Linked DNA regions of Sus scrofa: region 2 is linked to region 1. A link is a contact called in public HiChIP or PLAC-seq data. All regions are on one chromosome and are shown on one strand. The core of a region is the stretch at or near the end of the contact, and the rest is flanking DNA. Distances in the headings are between cores, read along the strand shown.

Region 1 (6,777 bases), core at 656-3,155:
AACTCGGTGACTCTACCAAAAGCGTAGTACAGCTTAAGGGGATGGATCGTATGGCATGTGAGTTGTATCACAATACAGATATTATATGAAAAAATACCAACTGTGTCTCTCTTCTTGTGAAGCTTAGAGGATAATTGGGGAATTAGCCATTTCAAGGCCTCTGAATCGCCCAAGGAATCAAGCACCCTCTTCACGCTTCGGCACAAAGATTTCCACGGTGCATACAAAGGCAAGACTCTTCCGGATCTTACCATGTCCTAATACTTACGTATGAACTTTCTGCTCTTCTTCCTCTCTTTTGGAAATTCTCCAAATGGCTGCAGGCCTTACTAGTCTGGCTCTCGGGATAAGGTCCCCCAGGACAGCAAGGCTATAGCACAGTTGCTAAGAGTAGCAACTGTAGAGCCAGGCCTCCAGGTTTCAAATCCCAGTCCTGCCTCTCACTAGCTGCCCCTGTGACAAAGTCAAGTCCCTTACCCTCTCCGTTCCTAGGTTTCCCAGTATGCAAAATGGGGACAACAGTGCCTATTTCATAAGGATTATGTCAGGATTAAATGGGTTAATCTAGGAAAAGTGATAGCCCGTGGTAGGCACCCCATAAGGGTTAGGCACTCCATAAATGTTAGCTCTTGATATATTACCTTATTATCGTTAGGCATCTGCCAATTAAAGCACAGACCTGCTATTTTCCCATGTGCCACTAGGTGGCGCAATCGCACCACTTCGGGCAACGAAAATGGCCCCTGGGTCCCGTGAACAGTTAACCCTGGACTTGGCGAAACCATGCAAATACGCTGCGGTTGCGGTTCCACCTGTGAACCGTATATAGTAATATCACCTCTTAGGCGGTAAACGTCTCTAATCAGTGCCACTCACTGGAAAAAAAAGTTCTTTCCAATCCAGAGAAACCAGTGCATCTGTGTGAATAAAAAAGCCTGGTCCCTACCAGCTCATGCATTACCCCCGACCCACAGCGGCGAGTTTTCCCACCGCGTCCTCCTTTTTATTACAAAGATTGGTAACACCCTCCCGTCTCCATCCCGAAATGAAATTTATAGACGACGTAGTTCTCCGACACACATAATTTCTCCCCCATGCCCGTACAATGCCCTGAGAGTAATATAAGGAAGACATAAAAAGAAACTTCTGGGTGGTAAAATAACTGCATTTCAATATGCAAATGCTTGGGCACGACGACATTAGATGGCACAAAGAAACAGCTGAATGCTCGCACACCTGAGGAGAATTACCGAGAAGACGCCAGCAGCAAATGGCCTTTGAGAGGGTGTGTTGCTTTGGGGCTTCACACATCTTGAGTGGCGCTGCCCCGGGCACCATGATTTTCCAAAAGGGGTCAACACAGTTCTGGGTCAAGGTGCCTTCCCGGAAATATTAGTGTGTGTGAAAACTGGGAATCAAGACAAAACAAATTCTTTGTGTTCATAGACAAAATACAATCAAAACCCTGGGCACAGATTTTTTTTTTTTTTTTTTTTTTTTTGTCTTTTGAACATCTATTGGGACATTTAAAAGTTGTACAGGAAGTTGGGTTGTGACTGTCCCCATGTGCACTGCAGAGGCCTGGCCCCTCTGATTCCTGACCCCTCAATAGCAGGGGTGTGACCCCCGTCACTGTGACAGCCGAAAACCCCTTCACCACACATTTTCAATGGAACAACAGCAGCTCTGCTGAGAACCAGGGTCTAAACTGTTCGGGGGCATTTCTAGCAAAGCTGGCACTGGGTCTGCTTAGGGCTCAACTTGTAAAAGGCACTGGCTTTTTTCTCCTCTACACAAATACACTTGTCTGGAACTAGAGCCGGGATTGGAAGGGGGTTCCAGAGAGAGGGAGGCTGTGGGAGGGGCCTTGGCCTCTAAGCATCTCTCTTGGTGTTAGCTCTTTGTCCGGGAAGGGGAGGCCTCAGGAGGGAGGCTGGTCTTGCCTGCCAATCTCGGGCACAACCCAGTGGTCTGTTTGAGGCTTTTCCTAAAACCCAGCTGGGAAGTAAATCAGCACAGACATAATCCTGATTTTAGCCACAGGGGCCAGGGCCTCTGAGCAAACCCCTGGCTTATGAGAATTTCCTGCTGTACATTCGCTTGGCATGTCAATCTCAGGCTATTCTTGCGCTGCGTTCTCAGGAATGGGGCCAGCGAGACCAGGGCTCCTGGGGACAAGGTTCTGACACACTGGCACGTTCAGGCTTGCTCGCTGGCTCCATTAATTACGTTCACCTCCACCTGCTACACGGCTCTTTCCGGTCCTCGCATCTGGCCCTTCCTTTCTCTCGGCGGCTATGGCACCAGCGTGCACACCCCCCTCCTAACTCCCCACCCCAACTTTCAGCTCGTCTGGCTGGAGAGGCAGGTAGGACACGACCCGACCCCCACCCCCACCCCCACCCCCCTGCTGGTATTCCTGGAATTCAGCTGGTTTCGCAAAGCAAGGCGGGAGCTCCCCTGAGCCCAGGCAGCTGCATCTTTTGGTACACATTCCATCGCTCCTGCCAATTGATGTCTCAGGGCCAGCTGGTCATCTCTGACACAGGTTTGGATGCCGCAAGAATTCCCTCCCAGACTCTCTGGTCCAAAAAAGGGCAGCTGAAGGGCCCAGGAGGCTTCCTGTCATCAAACAAATGGGTCAGAAGCCTGTGACTCTGGATATTTCTGCTCTGCAGACAACAGACCAGATGGCTCCTCACCGAGGCATCCACACACCTGCAGCCGTAAGCCCACTTGGCTTATCCAGTGCACACACATCCCGTGACTACCTCCTGTGCCGCGAGTTTGCGTTTCCCTGATGACTAGTGATGCTGAGCATCTTTTCATGGACCTGTTGGCCATTTATATGTCTTCTTTGGAGAAATGTCTACTCGAGTCTTCTGTCCATTTAAGAAAATCTGATTGCTTGTTTTTGCTATTGAGTTGTATGAGTTCCTCATGTATTTTGGACATCAGCCCCTTTTCAGATGGGTAGTTTGCCAATATTTTCTCCCATTTTGTAGGTTGCCCTTTATTTTTTGTTGTTGTTTCTTTTGCTGGGCTTTTCAGTTTGATGTTGTCCTACTTGGTTTTGGCTTTTGTGGTTTGTGCTTTTAACGTCATATCTAAAAAAAGCATCCATGGGGTTGCCTGGTGGCACACCATTGCAGCATTGTCACTGCAGTGGCTTCTGTCGTTGCTCTGGCCTGGGTACTTCCACATGCCATGTGCAGTGGCCAAAAATAAATAAATACAAATTGAGAAATTAAAAATCATTCAAAACTTTCCAGAAATTCAAAATTGTTGTCAAGGAGCTCTTCCCTTATGCATTTTTCTAGGATTTGTATGGTTTCAGGTCTTCTGTTTAAGGCTTGAATCCACCTGGAGTTAATGTTTGTGCTTAGTGTAAAGATAGGCGCCTAGTTTCATTCTTTTGCATATGAATATCCAGTTTTCCCAAGACTATTTTTTTTTTTTTTGTCTTTTTTTTAGGGCTGCACCCACAGCGTGGCATATGGAGATTCCCAGGCTAGGGGTCTTATCAAAACTACAGCTGCTGGCCTGTGCCACAGCCACAGCAATGCCAGATCTGAGCCATGTCTTCGACCTACACCACAGCTCACGGCAACACCAGATCCTTAACCCACGGAGCAAGGCCGGGGATTGAACCCGCAACCTCAAGGTTCCTAGTTGGATTCGTTTCCCTTGCACCATGATGGGAACTCCCCAACACTATTTATTTATCCTTTCTTATTGATTATTCTTGGCTCCCTTGTCAAACATTAGTTGACTATATATGTGTGTGTTTATTTCTGGGCCCTCTAGCCTGTCCATTCATCCCTGTGTCTGTTTTTATGCCAGGACCATACTGTTTTGATTACTACAGCTTTGTAATACAGTTTGAGAACAGGAAGTGTGATACCTCCAGCTTCATTCTTCTTTCTCATAATTGCATTGGCTGTTCAGAATTTTTTGTGGGTTCATAAGGATTTTAGTATTTTTTTATTACTCAATGTGTTTTATTACATTTATAGTTGTGCAACAATCATCAACTATTGTTTTTACTATTTCTGTGGAAAGTGCCATTGGACTTTTGATAAGCATTGCAGTGACTCAAGAGGTGGCTTTGGGTATTATGGATATTTAAACAGTATTAAGCGTTCTGATCCATGGACATAGGATAGCTTTCCATTTACTTGTGTTTTCTTCAGTATCTGTTATCAATATCTTAAAGTTTGTGGTGTATAGATCTTTCACGTCCTTGGTTAAATGTATCCTAATTTATTATTTTTGGTGCTGTTGTAAATGGGGTTGAGTTTGCTAACAATAGGAACACAACTGATTTTTTTTTTTTTGGGGCTTTCCCACAGCACATGGAGGTTCCCAGGCTAGAGGTCAAATCGGAGCTGTAACCACCAGCCTACGCCAGAGCCACAGCAATGCGGGATCAGAGCCATGTCTGTGACCTACACCACAGCTCACAGCAATGCTGGATCCTTAACCCACTGAGCGAGACCAGGGATCAAACCCGCAACCTCATGGTTCCTAGTTGGATTTATTAACCACTGTGCCACGATGGGAACTCTGGAACACAACTGATTTTTGTATATTAATTCTGTATTCTGAATCTTTACTAACTTCATTTATTAGTTCTAACAGGTTTTCGGCAGTCTTCAGGATTTTCTATATACAACATCATGCCGTCAACAAACCATTTTACTTCTCCCTTTCTGAGTGAGATGTCCTTTACTCCCTCCTAATTGTATAGATGCTCTGGCTGGGACTTCTAGTATTATGTTAAACAGGAATGATAAGAGTGGACACCTTTGTCTCATTCCTGATCTTAGAGAGAAAGCTTTCGACCTCTTACTGATGCGTATGAGGTTACACTGTGGGTTGTCCTATAAGGCCTTTATGGTGTTGGGGTATCTTCCTTTTATATCCAATTTGTTGAGAGTTGTTTTTTTTTTTTTAATCATGAAACGATGTTGAATTTTGGCAAATGCTGTTCCCGCATCTGTTGAGATGATCAGGTGGTTTCTGTCTTTCATTCTGTTAATGTGATCTAACATTGGTTGAACTAGCTTTGCATTGCAGGGATTAAGCCCATTTGATCATGGTGTATGATCTTTGTTTTTCTGTGCTGTTGAATTTGGTCTGCTAGCATCTTGTTAAGAATGCTCGCACCTATATTCATCGGGGATATTGACCTATAGTTTTCTCTTCTGTAGCATCTCTATCTGACTTCGATATTAAGGTAATGCTGGCCTTGTAAAATCAGTTTGGGAGTGTTCCCACTTCTTCAATTTTTTGAAAGAGTTTGAGAGGGACTGGCATTAATTCTTCCTTAAATGTTTGGTAAAATTCACCCATGAAGCCGCCTGGTCCAGGCTTTTCTTGGTTGGGAGATTTTTAATTACTGCTTCATTCTCCTTATTAGTTATTGATTGGTCTGTCGAGATTTTCTAGTTCTTCATGATTCAGACTTGGTAGAAATTTATTCATGTCTTACAGGTGGTCCAGTTTATTGGTGTTCATAGCAGGTTCTTATGAGCCTTTGTATTTTTGCAGTATCCATTGTAATGTCTCAGCTTTCAATTATAATTTTATTTGAGTCTGCTTTTTTTCTTGGTAAGTATAGCTAAGCAGTCTTGTTTATCTCTTTAAAAAAAAACAACTTTTAGGAGTTACTGCTGTGGTGCAACAGGACTGGCGGTGTCTTTGCAGTACTGGGATGCAGGCTGATCCCTGGCCCCACACAGTGGGTAGATCTAGCATTGCCACAGCTGCAACTTAGGTCACAGCTATGGCTCAGATCTGATTCCTGGCCAGGGAACTCCATATGCCAAGGGGCAGCCAAAAAAGAAAAAAGAAAACTTTCGGTTTTGTTTTCTTGCTTTTTTTTTTTTAAATCTCTATTCTGATTTTTGTTGTCACTTTCTTCAGCTAATTTTGGGCTTAGTTTGTACAGTTAGACTGTTCAGTTGAGACTTTTTTAAAATGCAGGCGTTTATTACTATAAACTTCCCTCTCAGCATTGATTTTGCTGCACCCCATCAGATTTGGTAGGTTGTGTTTCCGTTTTCATTTGTTTCAAGATATTTTTTTATCTCTCTTTTGGTTTCATCATGCCACTCCATGGATCAGGAGTGTGTTGTTTAATTTCCACATATTTGTGAATTTTCCAGTTTTTCTTCTTAGTTTCACACCATTTTGTTCGGCAAAGATACTTGGTATGATATCAGTCTTCTAAATTTTTCTAAGATTTGTTTTGTGACATAACATGTCATCTATCCTGAAGAATGTTCCATATGTACTTGAGAAGAATTTGTATTCGGCTTCTGTTGGATAGAATGCTCTGTATATGACTTTAGGTCTAGTCAGTCTAAAGCAGAGCTCAAGTCCAATAGTTCCTTACTGATTTTCTGTCTAGACGATTTAGCCATTGTTGAAAGTGGGGTTCTGAGGTCCCCTACTATCATTGTATTGTTTCCTATTACTCCTTCCAGATTTGTTACATTTTACTTCACATATTTAGATGCCCTGATGTTGAGGGCACCTGTATTTACAGTTGATGAACTGACTTCTTTATGGTTATATAATGACTTTCTGTGTCTCCTGTTGCAGTTTTTGCCTTCAAGTCCTTGTTGTCTGATATGACTACCTGTGCTCTCTCTTGGTTTCTATTTGCATGAAATACCTTTCCCCACTCCCTCACCTTGACCAATGTGTGTCCTTGGAGCAGAAGTGAGTCCCCTGTAGGCAGCATATAGTTGGGTCTTTTCTTTCGTTCTT
Region 2 (6,847 bases), core at 2,282-4,781, 370 kb before region 1:
CAGCGGTGAGCGGCAGGATGGGCGCGGAGAGGAGGAGAAGACTGCAGTCCGTGAAGGTAGATTGGCAGCTCCCAAACGTGAACACTGCGGTTTATTATTTTTTTGTCTTTTGTCTTTTGGCCCTCGGCACATGGAGGTTCCCAGGCTGGGAGTTGAATCGAAGCTGTAACTGCCGGCCTGTACCACAGCCACAGCAACGTGGGATCCGAGCCCCATCTGTGACCCACACCACAGGTCGTGGCAACACCGGATCCTCAACCCACTGAGTGGGGCCAGGGCTCAAAGCCACATCCTCATGGTTCCTAGTCGGATTCATTAACTACATTAACCACTAAGCCACGACGGGAACTCTGCTGAACACTGCTTTAAAAAAATCAATCAACCAACCAATCAATCACATTGTCCTCTGAAACCTGCTTGTCTCCTCGTCTTTCCCAGAGACTTCCTGCTCAACTGCAGAATAAGGCGTTTTACCCCTGGCATCACATGAGCACTGCTGCTTGTGCTCTTCATAAGCCATTTTCTCTTAGGCTCCAAACACGCCCTCCTGTGCCCTGGATGGCAGTGCTGGAGCTGGCACCCTGCCAGCCACATCCTGCACTGCCAGCCAGCTTCTCGTTAAGGTGTGCCAGCGGGAAGTGCCGGAAGGATGCTGCAAGGGTGGAACACAAGAAGAGGCGGGCACCTCCCCTTTGCTTTCTCCCTGCTTGAAGCCCACCAGCCATGCTCTGCAGCCCCATGCAGTTGGCAGTTTTCCAGCAGCTGCAGAATCAGCCTCTTTGAGTGCCCTCCAGACTTCAGCCCCCACTGAGTGGCAGCTCCTCCTCCGAACTTCGAGTTTCATTTCCGTAGAGCCCACCTCTAGGCTCTTAATTTTAATAATCTTAACGTATTCCTTTTGCTACCAGTACTACTTCCATGATATCGTAGAGTGTCTTTACCCTTTCAAATGCGTAGGTCACAACTTTTCTAGTTTAGTTAACAGTTCTCTGTACTAAATTCTCTCTATTAAATTAGCCAGTTGATTTCTGTCTCCTGATTGGACCCTGACTGACACAGCCGTAGAACTCAGACTTGTGGTGCTTGGCTGAGCTTCATTTCATCATGTGCCATCGTCTTCCTCTGGGAGGGACGCTCCGTAAGCAGCCTCAAAGGCAGGCTCGCTCTGCCTTGGAGAGGCTGGCGTGCTGACAGCCTGCCTGAGGACACGCTTGAACTTGGGGTCTGTTTTCTAGCAAGCCACCGGGGGAAGCTGCTCAAAGTCCTGATGCCTTCTGATGGCCCTGTCAGGGGTAGCAAAGGGTGCTGTAGGGTAGACAACAGCAGATTTCAACTCTCCTGTCCTCCGTGGACCCCATATCTACATCTCGGCATCAAATAGTATGAACAGAAATAGCTTGAACTGGAAGAAATAGTCAACTTCCAGCTGAGCTTCAGTTTTCCTGGTGACGATGACCTAACGCCTGCCCTACAGGGTTGAGGTGAGATTAAGCAAGATGTGATGCCGCTCATCCGGCGAGGAGCTGGACCTTCAGGTGTTAAGTGGTCCAGAAGTACTTCCTTCTCGGCGTCTCCCGCGCTGGACTGAATGTGACGGCTGGCTCTGACGGCCACCGCAAGTCAACAGTCCGTGTCAGTGACCAGGAACCATTCTCCTTGTCCAAAGTTGGGTTGATAATGGGCAGGTGACGCATCTCAGACAGACACGAAGGAGAAGCATGGCTAGGGCCCCTGGCAAAGGTTCTCTCCCTTCTAAGAAAGAGGCGCAAGAAAGAGACAGCTTGGCTTTTGCTTCCTCTAGAAGGTGTGTCTGGTTGTGACGCTTGGAACTACTTTAATTTTCATCGTGTGACTCTCAGGGGAAGCAGCTTGAGGTCAAAGCCCTGGCTGAGATTGTGGCGGGCTGAGTGGTGGCCTCAAAGATCCACGTGCTGGCGTTCCTTTCGTGGCTCAGTGGCTGACGAATCCGACTAGGAACCATGAGGTTGCGGGTTCCATCCCTGGCCTTGCTCGGTGGGTTGGGGATCCGGCGTTGCCATGAGCTATGGTGTGTGTTGCAGACGTGGCTGGGATCCCGTGTTGCTGTGGCTCTGGCGTAGGCCGGCGGCTGTGGTTCCGATTCGACTCCTGGCCTGGGAACCTCCATGTGCCGCGGGAGCGGCCCTAGAAAAGGCAAAAAGACAAAAAGATCCACTTGCTAGCTCCTGAAACCTATGACTCTGTTTCTTTACACAGAAAGAGGGGCTTGGAGATGAGGCCATTTCGGATGATCTGCATGGGCCATTGTAATTCCAGGGGTCCTTAAAAGCGGAAGGAGGCAGGCGGGCCTGTGTCAGGGAGCTGTGATGTGAGAAGGGCCCCCAGCTGCTGCTGGATCGAGGATGGAAGGGGCCCCAAGCCACGGATGCGGGCAGCCTCTAGAAGTCGGCAAGGCCAGCAAAGGGGCTCCTCCCTAGAGTTCGAGGAAGGATTGCAGCCCTGCTGCCACATTGATTTTTTTGTTTTGTTTTGTTTTTAGGGCCACACCTGCAGCATACGGAGATTCCCGGGCTAGGCATCAGATCGGAGCTATAGCTGCTGGCCTATGCCACAGCAACGCAGGATCCAAGGCTTGTCTGCAATATACACGACGGTTCACGGCAACACTGGATCCTTAACCCACTGGGTGAGGCCAGGGATCGAACCTGTGTCCTCATGGACGCTAGTTGGGATTGTTAACTGCTGAGCCATGACGGGAACTCATACATGTTGATTTTTAACCTAGTCAGACCCAGGTCTGACTCCTGAGCTCCAGATCTGTAAGTTTGTGTTGCTTGAAGCCACTGAGTCTGTAGTAATTTGTTACAGCAGAGATGGGAAACTTAACTAATACAGAGGTAGAAGGAATCTGGTTATTTCAGAACGTTGCTGAACCTCCAACCAGCTAACTCTGGATAGCTGACTCTTGAATTTCTCATCACAGGAGACAGGTTTCTGTGTTCTTTAAGCCAGTCGAGGCTGATTTTCTGCTTCTTGCTGCCTAAGCTGTCCAGCCTGACATACACAAGCTTTGCAGAATGGACTCGAAGTGAGCATTTGTTGAATTGTGAGAAAATGTTGGAGAAAAGCCCCAGAACCCACATCTAAAGAAGCGGGGCTGTTTTCTGAGTCATACTAAGTGTAATAACTTAGAGCTTTTTTTTTTTTTTTTAAATAAAAGACACAAAAGATGTTTGGAAGGATGGATAAATTATTTGAATGCTGAGACGGCCTGGAACTTCAGCAGGTGCACTTTCAAATTGCCAGATTCATTTCCTATTGTGACCTCCAGGCATCCGCATTCTCTTTTCCGAAATAACATTTCAACAGACCCAGCGACCATGCCAAGACGTGATTATTTTTACAAATCCAGATGACTTCCTAATTTAGGATCGCTCCAGCAGAGGTAGAAATGAAGGGAAACATAGACTCTTTTTCCATCTCCGCAGAGTGGGAACAGCCCCAGTCCTGGCCTGAACCAAACGCTGCTGACAACTATGAAAGCGGTTATCATCGGACAGCTGTTCAATGGCCCCGGTGAACTCAGCTGGAGGCTCAGCCCAGTTTAAGATCAGAGAGGCCAAAGATCAAATGCTATTTCGGTTGGTTGCCAAGCCCTTGCTCCACCACTTCTGGGTTTCAAATTAGTGTTGGTAATCGCTGCTCACCAACCCTGAGACCCGCGACCCTCTGTACTCGCTCCACCCCCCACCCCCCGGATAAACATGCTCAGTCTCGCTGCCCCCTCCTCCCCCTTCCACCAGAGAACCGTTTTTTCCAAGGTAGATAAATCTCCCGTCCACGGAAAAACACAGCTTGTGTCGTGGCATCCCGCCCTGCCTGTGTAGCGAAGGCCTCCTCTAAAGGTTGTGTGTTTAATATACGGAACATCCGTGAACCTGTCCTTCCCAGCATCCAGATCCTGCAGATCCAGCTGCAGTTGTGGTGTTAGGGTGGTGGGGAGGGTGTCCTGGGGACAGTCAACGGTACCCCCCAGTCCCAGAGGGGAGGGTGGGGCGGTGGACTGCCGAGGATTCTTGGCCCAGTGTTTCATGTGAAAAATGGTCAGAGCCCTAATGAGACTCGCTGCTCAGAGACGTGCGCTTGGAGTTGCAGGCTGTAAAGTTGTGTGAATAATTTTAAAAGCGTCTTGGGTAAAAGACTCTGTATGGAGCGTTAGCCCGCTTGGTGGACACGGTGAAATGTGCCATCTGGAAAGCGTTACTCCAGTGTCTTTCTTGTCGGTATGGGGTTCCTCCTTCCCTTTTCTTCCTCTCCTGAGACCACCATCAAAATCATCCTGGTTTTCCTTCACCTACTGTCTTGATGACTTGCTGCATCGCAATTCTTTTGTTGGCGCTTTTTTCCGTACCAGCATGCCAACGTATTTCCCTTGCTGTGCCTTCTCTGGCATTCCCCCAGGGCTTTCGCTGTTAGTTATCCTTGCTTATAAACATGCATACCTGAAAATAAGATAATTCCTGCATTTCCAAAGAGAAGACCCCACCCTACCACCGAATTTCTTGCCCACCTTGGACTGTATATACTTTTAGGGCTATAGTTAATCAATTGTCTCCTTATAAAATGGGTAATGACATATTTAAAACAACTTGGAAACATAGCTAGCACTACAGCCTTTCCCACATTAATTTTATGAAATCATCTCATTCGGACTCCTCCACTGCGTCTTTATTTATTTATTTATTTATTTTTTAATTTATTTTTTTGTCTTTTTGCTATTTCTTGGGCCGCTCCCGCGGCATATGGAGGTTCCCAGGCTAGAGGTCCAATCGGAGCTGCAGCTGCCAGCCTACGCCAGAGCCACAGCAACGCGGGATCCGAGCCGCATCTGCAACCTACACCACAGCTCACGGCAACGCCGGATCGTTAACCTACTGAGCAAGGGCAGGGACCGAACCCGCAACCTCATGGTTCCTAGTCGGATTCGTTAACCACTGCGCCACGATGGGAACTCTGAGCGTCTTTATTGATTTATTTATTTGTTTTGGCTTTTTAGGGCCGCGCCTGTGGCATATGGAGGTTCCCAGGCTAGGGGTCGCACCGGAGCTACAGCTGCCGGTCTACGCCACAGCCACAGCCCCACGAGATCCAAGCCATGGCTGCGACCTACGCTGCACCTTGCAGCAAGGCTAGGTCCTTAACGCACTGAGCTGGGCCAGGGATCGAACCTGTGTCCTCGTGGGTACTAGTTGGGTTTGTAAGTGCTGAGCCGCAGTGGGAACTCCCTCCATTGCATCTTTGATAACAGCGTTTTTGTCTCCAAAAACCACAGTAGAGCAGCATCTCCCAGCTGACCCCTCTCTCCAGTACAATTCCCACTTCCCTGTTGCCCTCCTAGTTGGGGCAGGAGGGTCTTAACAGTAAGACCTTGCAGGAAAGCAGCAGCCACATGGCACATTTTCTTTCTTGACTCAGCAAACCTTTTTCCAGCACCCTCGGTCGCACAGGGCTAAGGGCTGCTGCGTACAGAGGTAAACTGGAACGGGTTCTTCTGCCCTTCTTCCCCCAGCCGCCTCCAAGGGATTTATATTCTAGTGGCGAAGGCAGCACTGGGAACAGGGAGTCACAATATTTTATAAGAAAGGCAGATAATAGGAGCTACCAAGTGCCGTTTGAAGGCTCTGCACAGTGCTTGTCTTCCTGTCGGATTCAGATCCGAACGTGTGTTTTTCACCGTCTGTGTGACCGTTACGGCCTCGTCAGTGTTAATAATAAGAGTATTTTTCTCCGTATTTTTCCTCTACATTTTGACTGTAGCGGTGGCAATCAAGCTGGTTAATTGTTAGCTTTCTTGACTGTTCCCAAGTTTTACAGTGGATTGGATAAGCTATGAGCCAGTATCAGTGCGTTTCAGGGCCTCGGAAATGAACCTTTGGGCCTCTCACCCCAGTTTCTAGCCACCTTGGGCCCTAGAAACAAGGTCCAGTCCATCCCGGTGGCAAACGTAGGCATCTGAGCGTTCCCAAGTGGATGTTCGCCTGGACGCCCTCAACAGCTCGGATCTGTCGTGGCTGTGGTACCTAAGCTGGGCTGCAGCTCCGATTAGAACCCTGGCCCGGAAACTTCCATATGCTCTGCACGCACCCGCCCCCCCCCAAAAAAAAGAAAAATAGAAACATTTATGTTTAACTTCTAGTTGCGCCAAGAATTTTTTTTTCTTCCATATTTGGTACCTGAATTCCATTCAAGATTGAAGAGAAGTTTTTCCCCCTCTTACCCCACCTTTTTCTCCAGCATCAGTTTTCTTGCCCACAAGCACTCTTGTGTTTGAAAGCAGGGAAAATAGAGCTAATCGTTTCAGGTATTTCTAGGCCGGACAAAGGCTCCACCAGGCAGCTCTCAGGTATGGGAGTGTCTGGGGTAAAAATGAATTAAGATCCTTAGAATAAAACACCAAAGATACCAGATTATGTTCTAGTCACTGCTGGGGAGAATTTGAGTCTCATACCAGCCTGGTTCATCGTAAGGATGAAATTGCCATCGGGACATATCTTTTGGTTGCTTATTTATCTTTGGACCCCAGTAGAATAATTAATGCCCCTTATGTTAAGACAGAGTTGCAGTAAATGCTTCTGTATTTTCAAGGTAGATCATTCAGGCAACTTAACTGGGTTAAGAAGAAAGCATACATCAGATACAGCTTGAATCAAACCAAAGAAGCAAAAAGGAAGCAAACTGTCAGACTCACATTTTCTAAGCAGTGAAACTTTTGGTCCGTTTTCTAAGAATCCTGGGACCATGTGTGGATGTGTCAGTGGGTGTAGATATTTGTATATTTCTATTACGCATTTGTTTCTTATGAAGTAAT

Evidence for each region. HiChIP or PLAC-seq counts read pairs in DNA pulled down with a chosen protein or histone mark.
Region 2: an H3K27ac HiChIP or PLAC-seq map of skeletal muscle shows a contact between it and region 1. The contact joins two enhancer-like sites. A contact is called at or near these places in 1 of 47 Hi-C or Micro-C datasets (skeletal muscle) and 1 of 2 datasets of contacts at active chromatin or transcription factors (skeletal muscle).

What each region holds. Positions count from the first base shown.
Region 1 is chr12:54,080,644-54,087,420 of Sscrofa11.1, reverse strand. No RefSeq gene overlaps it. Among named protein-coding and RNA genes, the nearest start is that of NTN1, 5.4 kb to the left of the region's middle. Within about 2 kb of position 1,905, at least 5 of the 83 cell types and tissues checked have an H3K27ac peak or open chromatin away from gene starts, as enhancers often do. A contact at or near this core is called in skeletal muscle, where this site is marked.
Region 2 is chr12:54,451,890-54,458,736 of Sscrofa11.1, reverse strand. The region is part of intron 6 of STX8 (a long non-coding RNA gene); the gene reads left to right. Among named protein-coding and RNA genes, the nearest start is that of STX8, 89 kb to the left of the region's middle. Within about 2 kb of position 3,531, at least 6 of the 83 cell types and tissues checked have an H3K27ac peak or open chromatin away from gene starts, as enhancers often do. A contact at or near this core is called in skeletal muscle, where this site is marked.